2 separate regions of the Mus musculus genome follow, and region 2 is linked to region 1. A link is a contact called in public HiChIP or PLAC-seq data. All regions are on one chromosome and are shown on one strand. The core of a region is the stretch at or near the end of the contact, and the rest is flanking DNA. Distances in the headings are between cores, read along the strand shown. Region 1 has its middle 21 kb from the start of 9230020A06Rik. Region 2 holds the start of Aipl1 (aryl hydrocarbon receptor-interacting protein-like 1).

Evidence for each region. HiChIP or PLAC-seq counts read pairs in DNA pulled down with a chosen protein or histone mark.
Region 2: an H3K27ac HiChIP or PLAC-seq map of SST interneurons shows a contact between it and region 1, with 5 times the contacts expected there. The contact joins the promoter of Aipl1 here to the enhancer-like site in region 1. A contact is called at or near these places in 6 of 39 promoter capture datasets (the HPC-7 cell line, cranial neural crest, embryonic stem cells and 2 more), 2 of 15 datasets of contacts at CTCF or cohesin (large pre-B cells and pro-B cells), 9 of 484 Hi-C or Micro-C datasets (cardiomyocytes, cerebellar granule neurons, cerebellum and 5 more) and 10 of 115 datasets of contacts at active chromatin or transcription factors (SST interneurons, differentiating embryonic stem cells, embryonic midbrain and 4 more).

Annotation. Positions count from the first base shown.
Region 1 is chr11:71,494,170-71,497,497 of GRCm38.p6, forward strand. No RefSeq gene overlaps it. Among named protein-coding and RNA genes, the nearest start is that of 9230020A06Rik, 21 kb to the right of the region's middle. Within about 2 kb of position 1,687, at least 5 of the 459 cell types and tissues checked have an H3K27ac peak or open chromatin away from gene starts, as enhancers often do. A contact at or near this core is called in SST interneurons, where this site is marked.
Region 2 is chr11:72,036,137-72,039,199 of GRCm38.p6, forward strand. It overlaps Aipl1 (aryl hydrocarbon receptor-interacting protein-like 1), which reads right to left and starts at 1,373. Exons shown (of 6, transcript NM_053245.2): 1 at 1,227-1,373; 2 at 476-655. The coding sequence starts at 1,322.

The DNA of each region.
Region 1 (3,328 bases), core at 437-2,936:
AAAGTCTAGGACCCACAAATGAGAGGAAACATGGTATTTCTTTCTGGGACTGATTTTACTTATTTCCAGTTGCATCAGATATTCTTGAAGAAGTTTAAAAGATAGAATTTATACTGAGCACCAAAGGGAAAAAATACTATTAAATTTCTAATAGGGAAATAGTGATATCCCTGACTATACTAAATTCATCAGAGCTTTCTTTTCTTCTTTTATTTTTTTAGACTTAGTTCTAAATAAATACGTGTGTGTGTGTGTGTGTGTGTGTGTGTGTGTTTGGGGTATGTGCATGGGAGTGCAGGTGCCCTTGTAGGCTAGAGGAGGGCATTGAAGCTCCAGAACAGAAGTTATAGGCAGTTGTGAGCTTTTGAAAGTATGTGCTAGGAACTAAGAGACTATGTGTTCTTACCCTTAAGCCATATCTCCAGCCCCCTCCCAGCTCCCCAGAGAGCTTTCCAGATGGAGGATGCTGCTTTGTCCAAGTATGAGACAGGGAATGCCCCAATCCACCCAGTTCCTGGATACAAGTCTCCATTGAACAGTAGGTGGAGGTCCACTCACCTCCTTAAGAGGTAGGGTAGGTTTTAGCCACTGCATCCTGGCTCTGCTGCTGAGGACTTCCTGCTGGTAACTGAAGTCCTATGTAGTCTACTCTCACTCACCCCTTTCCCCAGGAGATGCATGCTACAGTGGTCAGAACAGTGAGACTGGAGTTTGGAGATCCCAGTGTCACTCTGGTTGGGCCATCAACTAAATGACCCATTCTGTTTTCCTCCCTGGAGTGTTGGGAACCCCCAAGACCCAGGAGAGCACCAATGAGGGCTCCCAGTGACTCAGTTCTTCTAAATTCATCTCCTTGGTATCAAGAACCCAATGAGCACAGAGGTGTGAAACATATTGCAGTGTCTTCTAAAATGGCTGTAGCCAGTGACTGGGAATTCTGGACATAATTCAGAGTGCATTAGAACTCGGGAAATGGCCCTTCTTCCCCTGAGCACATCTCTTGTGGGAAGACAACAGCCTCTGGATATTAAGGTCTTTAACAAATTTAAATTAGCAGCTTCCTACTGAAGTCCACCTTGGTTTTAGACCTTTTTTAATGCTAAGCAAATTAAGGCACTGACCCATCCTATCTTTGATAAATACAACTAAAAAACCCAACTAGCTTTCAGACCCACATTTGGTCCCTGGCTGTGTCTGTATGCCCCATAAGTGGCCATAGGATGAAGCCGCAGCATCATCTAAGTTAAGATGGAGAGCCCTAAACCTCAGACCCCTGAACCTCCATTTCTGCTGCTCTTCTAGACTCTCATCTAGGGCTCAGCCCTTGCTCCACTGCAGACTCAGCTCTTAGTAAAGAGCTCAGGATAGTCCTGGGCCCAGCTAGCAGGGATCTAAAACTGTCCCATCCTTTTTGGCGGATGCGGAGTCAGGAGGCTCTTTGTTGGTACATTTGTGAATTGTGCAAGGGTTCTTATTAGGGTCTTTTGCCACACCATATCCCTGATGGTTATGGCCATATCTCAGGGGCTCCATCTTCAGTCTGCAGTCAGCATCTACTTCCAAGGTTCCAGGCCTTTTAAGTTTGGTCTGATCTCAAATTCTACACATGTTTTAGTTCCTCTGGGTGCTGGAGGCTGCTGGTCACATGACTCTAGTCTATTTCTGTTTTGATCATCCCACATTGTATTCTGCTGAGTGAAGGCACCATTACCAGCACAGACCAGGCACTTGGTAAGGGATAACTGCCTGGCTGGATGAATTGCTGGGTGTGTGCATGAAATGACAAAGCCACGGGGAAGCTGATACATGGATGATGCGGATGTTGGCATATGGGCTTCATTTTGACAATGATTAGCTTGTTTTGCACACTAGGGTCTCTTCTCTGCCACGATCCAGTGTCCTGTCCTAGTACCTCTCTGTCCTAGGCCACTATCTGCCTGCTTAAGATCTCTATTTAGATGCCGTGTTTCTTCTTACTCCTTACCAGCTGCAACATAGGAGGATACATAGGAGTATCTTATGCCAGTTCCTTCAGGTCACAGTCAGAGTCAGGGAGGGGCTTGTGTGGCTTAGGGCTAGTTTAGGGGATTCAGAGAGGCATCCTGGATTGTCAGATCAGTCAGCCCAGCACCCACACTGCAGCCTTCATTCTTCTCTCCAGGGGAAGGGCTCTGTGCTTCAGAAAGCCTGCTTTGCTTTTCACGAACCTCTAATCAGAGCCACAATGTGGCTGGCAGAGTTTCTGGAAGTCAATAGGAGAGAAGCAAAGGAAAGAAGCCAGCCGAGGTGGAGATAACGCCCAACACTGCACACCGAGATGGAGCTAATTAAAGTGGGTCTTTAAAGTTCAGACCTGCTAAGGCCCTGGAGGGAACAGAAGGCTCTGAGATGGGCGCTTCTGTTGGAATGTGCTGCTGTGACAGGACGATGGGACACATCCTAAACATCAGGCACAAGGGCACAAGGACCCCATTCATGTTCCTACATTCCACTCCCAAAAATGTGAAAGCAGGGCTTTTGGAAGACATAGAAACCTTGCCTTTCTCAAGCTTTTCACGGGGCTTTTCTAGTCCAAGGTGTTTCTTCAGTGTCCAGGTCTGTCCTCCAAATACGCCTACCAGTTACCTACTCACTCCTCTGACACCCCTTAAAGTGCTCCTGTGTGACCTTAGTCCCCAGCTCTCACTGCCACTGCTGAGATCTCCAGTCTTTTCTCTTTGTGGCCTCTGGTGACCTGAAACCTCAAAGTGTGAGATCACTCCTCTGGATGAGCATCTGAAGATCCCTCAGGACCCCTATGGCAAAGCCAGAGGTCCCCACGGGCTCAGCAAATTCAGTCTCCCACCATGCCCCATCCTGTGCCTTCTTTAATCCTAATTTTACTGGAGCAAAATCATAGCACATAAAACTATCCTTTATGCATTTTAAAGCACATGATTTGGAGGCATTTTGTACTTGGCCAGTGTGGGCAGCCATTGCCCCTCACCTCTGTTTATTCCCAAGGCATTTTCATTATTCCCCAAAGGAATCCCACCTTTCTCTGTTACTCCCTCCCTAATCTTTCTGTCCTTATGGACTCGTGAGTTCTGGGCATTTCATATGGATGGGATCCCATGATGTGGCTTTTGTGATTGGTTCCTTTCACTGACCATGATGTTCCTCCATGCTGGTTTTAAAATAAATGCATACTTAATTCACTCATTCTATGGTCAAATAATATTTCATTGCATATGCATATCAATTTTGATCATCCATTCATCAGTTCTTGGGCACTTGGGTGTGCCCATCCTTGGCTATTATGGACAGTGCTTATGATGATTGCTCTTTC
Region 2 (3,063 bases), core at 123-2,622, 540 kb after region 1:
CATTGATAGGTGGCAGGAACTCACAACTTGTTTTTTTCCTTGACTTTTGCATATTTGACAGTTTCTCTAAGAAATACCTATCCCTCCCAAGCACAAAACAAGAAGTTGTAAAGATGTTTCATATGTGATATAAATATGAATTGAGTCATAGAGTTGGGAGGAATGGGGGAGGGGAAGGATGTGCTCGGTGGCTTGAGTCTCCAGGATCTACGATGCTGAGCAAAAAGGAAAGGGGGGCCCTCTCCTACCATGTGAGGCCACATGTTCCCACAGCCCCTGCGCCAACCACATACTCCACGTCACTTTAAGGCCTGCTTTATCTGAAGGGCTGGGTGCCATGTTTGTAATGGCAGAGAATAGGGATGGAGGTGTCTTCACCTGCAGTGTCTTGTTTTACCCTAACTTTCCTGAACCCTGACAGCTCTGGGAAGCGCGTGAGGGAACAGAGTGCAGAGGGAGCCACGAGACTACTTACAATGGTGTCGCACCAGAACTCAGCCACCTCGCCCAGCCGCATGGAGGTCAGCAGCGTCTCCCACACCTCCAGCTTGAACATGTTGCCGATGATGATGCTCATGGGCTGGCCCACCTGCTTGCTGTCATCGATCACCGTGCGCTCGTCATCACACTTCATTGTGCGGAAATGAAAGGTCACCTGGTCCCCAGAACAGAGGGCTTTGGTGTAGACATATCTCCCCCAGTTCCAGCAGCCGTGTCACCCAACCACTGCAGGCTACTGAGGCTGTTCTTGGGGGTCAGTTCACCCACATCTCACAAGATAAGATGCCTCAGCTCCCCTCAAGAAATACCTACAAGTCCCTACAAGAAACCCATTCCTTTCCAGCAAACCCTATGCCTATCTCTCACAGCCAAGCGCCAGGAATTCCTTCTCCAATAAGCTCCAATGTCCAGGAGTGTGTTCCTCCACCCCTGAGAGACCCATCAAACACAAGAGGACAAACGCCATATCTCCTGAGGTTCCTTCCTACTAACTTGACATTTGGAGCTCTGGAAATTTTCCTTAACCTCTCCTCTTAGCTAAAGCTACCCTGAAAACTACCAAAAAGACCTGTCTATAAACTCCAAAGCAAGGGAGCCTGGGTAATGGAAAGGCAAGTCCAGCAAGGTCCTGCCTGGCTGCAGTAGGAAGGGATACCTGCAATGCCCTGGGCCCAACTGAAACAGAGAAAAGAACCACGGGGTCCTATCTGGGCGTAGATACTCACTCGAGAGCCAGTGATGAAGCTGGGGAGCTCTCCCGTCCCCCCATGCAGAATGGTCTTCTTGACACCCTCCACATTGAGGAGTAGAGAGACGTCCATGCTGCAGGTAGGGGAGAGGTTTGTTCAGGCCTAGATAATCCTACCAAAGCAGGGAACAATCTGGCTGATACCTGGGAAGAGGCCTGTGCAAGCCTAGATAATCCCACCAGAGGGGAGGACAGCAGCTGACATCACCCAGGGGATTCCCCGACAGGGAGGGAAGAAGGAAGAAAGGCAGAAGGAAGGTAGTCTAGGCACTACAGACCCCACCGTCCACATTCCTCAGGATCTCTCAGCAGATGCAGATCCCCGGTCTGACACCCATAGTGACTACATCAAGGTTTTCCTTTGTGCCACCTCAAAAAAAAAGGTCCACAGATGTTTCTGTGGGGAAGGAGAGAAGAAAGCAGGCAGCAGTAGACAGCTGGGGCCATCCGAGGGGAAAAGGAGGGAGGCCCAAAGCCACCATTGCCTTCCTGTACCTGTAGTGCGGACATTGTCCCAGTCTCTGACCCTTAACATCTCCACTTTCCCCTGCTCCTCTCCTCCTGGGGTCTGGGAGAAGGTTTCTAACTTTGGGGTGACTAAGAGAGTTACCCCAGTTCTGGGGGAAATTGATAAATTCCTAGTGTCAAGCTTCTGTCTCCACTCTAAGATCTGGCTGAGGAGTCGGGCTCTCCCCAGTCCTTTAGAAGGCCTTTGTCCTGGGTTCAGAGAAACAAGCAGAGCTTATGTGGAGCCCACTGAACCCCCTTGGGGAACTAGAGGAGAAAACGTAATGTGTCGGCTTGGTGTTTGGCGCCACCTTGTGGCCAGCTTAAATTTTCATGCTTCTTTCCCAGAGCCTTAAGATAAATGAAGGATTCTGATCACACCACCACCACCACAGTCCCTTTTGGGCATTGACAGAGAGGTAACAGACCTTGCCATGAGGGGACATTATAGCTGGCTAATAGCCAACCAGAGCTTCCTACATTAATGGCTTCATGGCCTTGGGCGTTTCCCTTCTCCAGGAAGGCCAGAATCCTGGGGATATCCAGCACCCTCAAAAGTCTTGATTTCCATGAGAAGTCCTTGCCTTAAAGGGCCACAAACCTAGGCTAACCAGTCAGAAACAGGATGCAACCTGGCTTTGTAGAAAGCTCTCCCTGAGTGCCAGCAGCCCCACTCGGGTCTGTTTCCATCCCAGCCTTAGAGAGGTGTAGACACTTTTTTCCTCTTCCATCTCTCCCCAGCCACACAGTAGCTTAAAGGAGCATGTTACTGAGGAAGAATGGACCATCAGGGAAAACAGTGCCTGCCATGCCACATACACCAGGGTCAGGTACTGACTCTGAGATCCCTGCTGTATTCTCCCGACCTGATGCGTGCTCTGTGAGTTGCTGTATAATGACTCCTTATAATGCAGTTTCTCTTTGGAACATTTCTCTCTCCTGATTAGATGCACAATGGCAGAAAAGGACTTTCATGCCCCATCTGGATGCTTCACCCTTGGTTACTGTTTCCATATCTTACTTTGCAGGGAGTCATAGCACACAGCAAAGGGATTCCAGAGGTCAGGCTTCACTGCTAAGGGGGGTGGGGTGGGGGTGGGGGACACTGGTCCACTGTCTATTTAGACCATAGCTTCAAAGGTTTCCAAGGCCTCATTGGAAAACATTTCCAGTCACCTGTTCCTCTCTTCAAATCCAGATGACTTCCCACTCTCTTCAGATCTGTTCTAAGCTCCTGTCCTAACCTTCAAGTCTCTGGTCCTGGTCTCCACCCTACGTATGCTGTTTCTCTTAGCCTTACTCTAGTC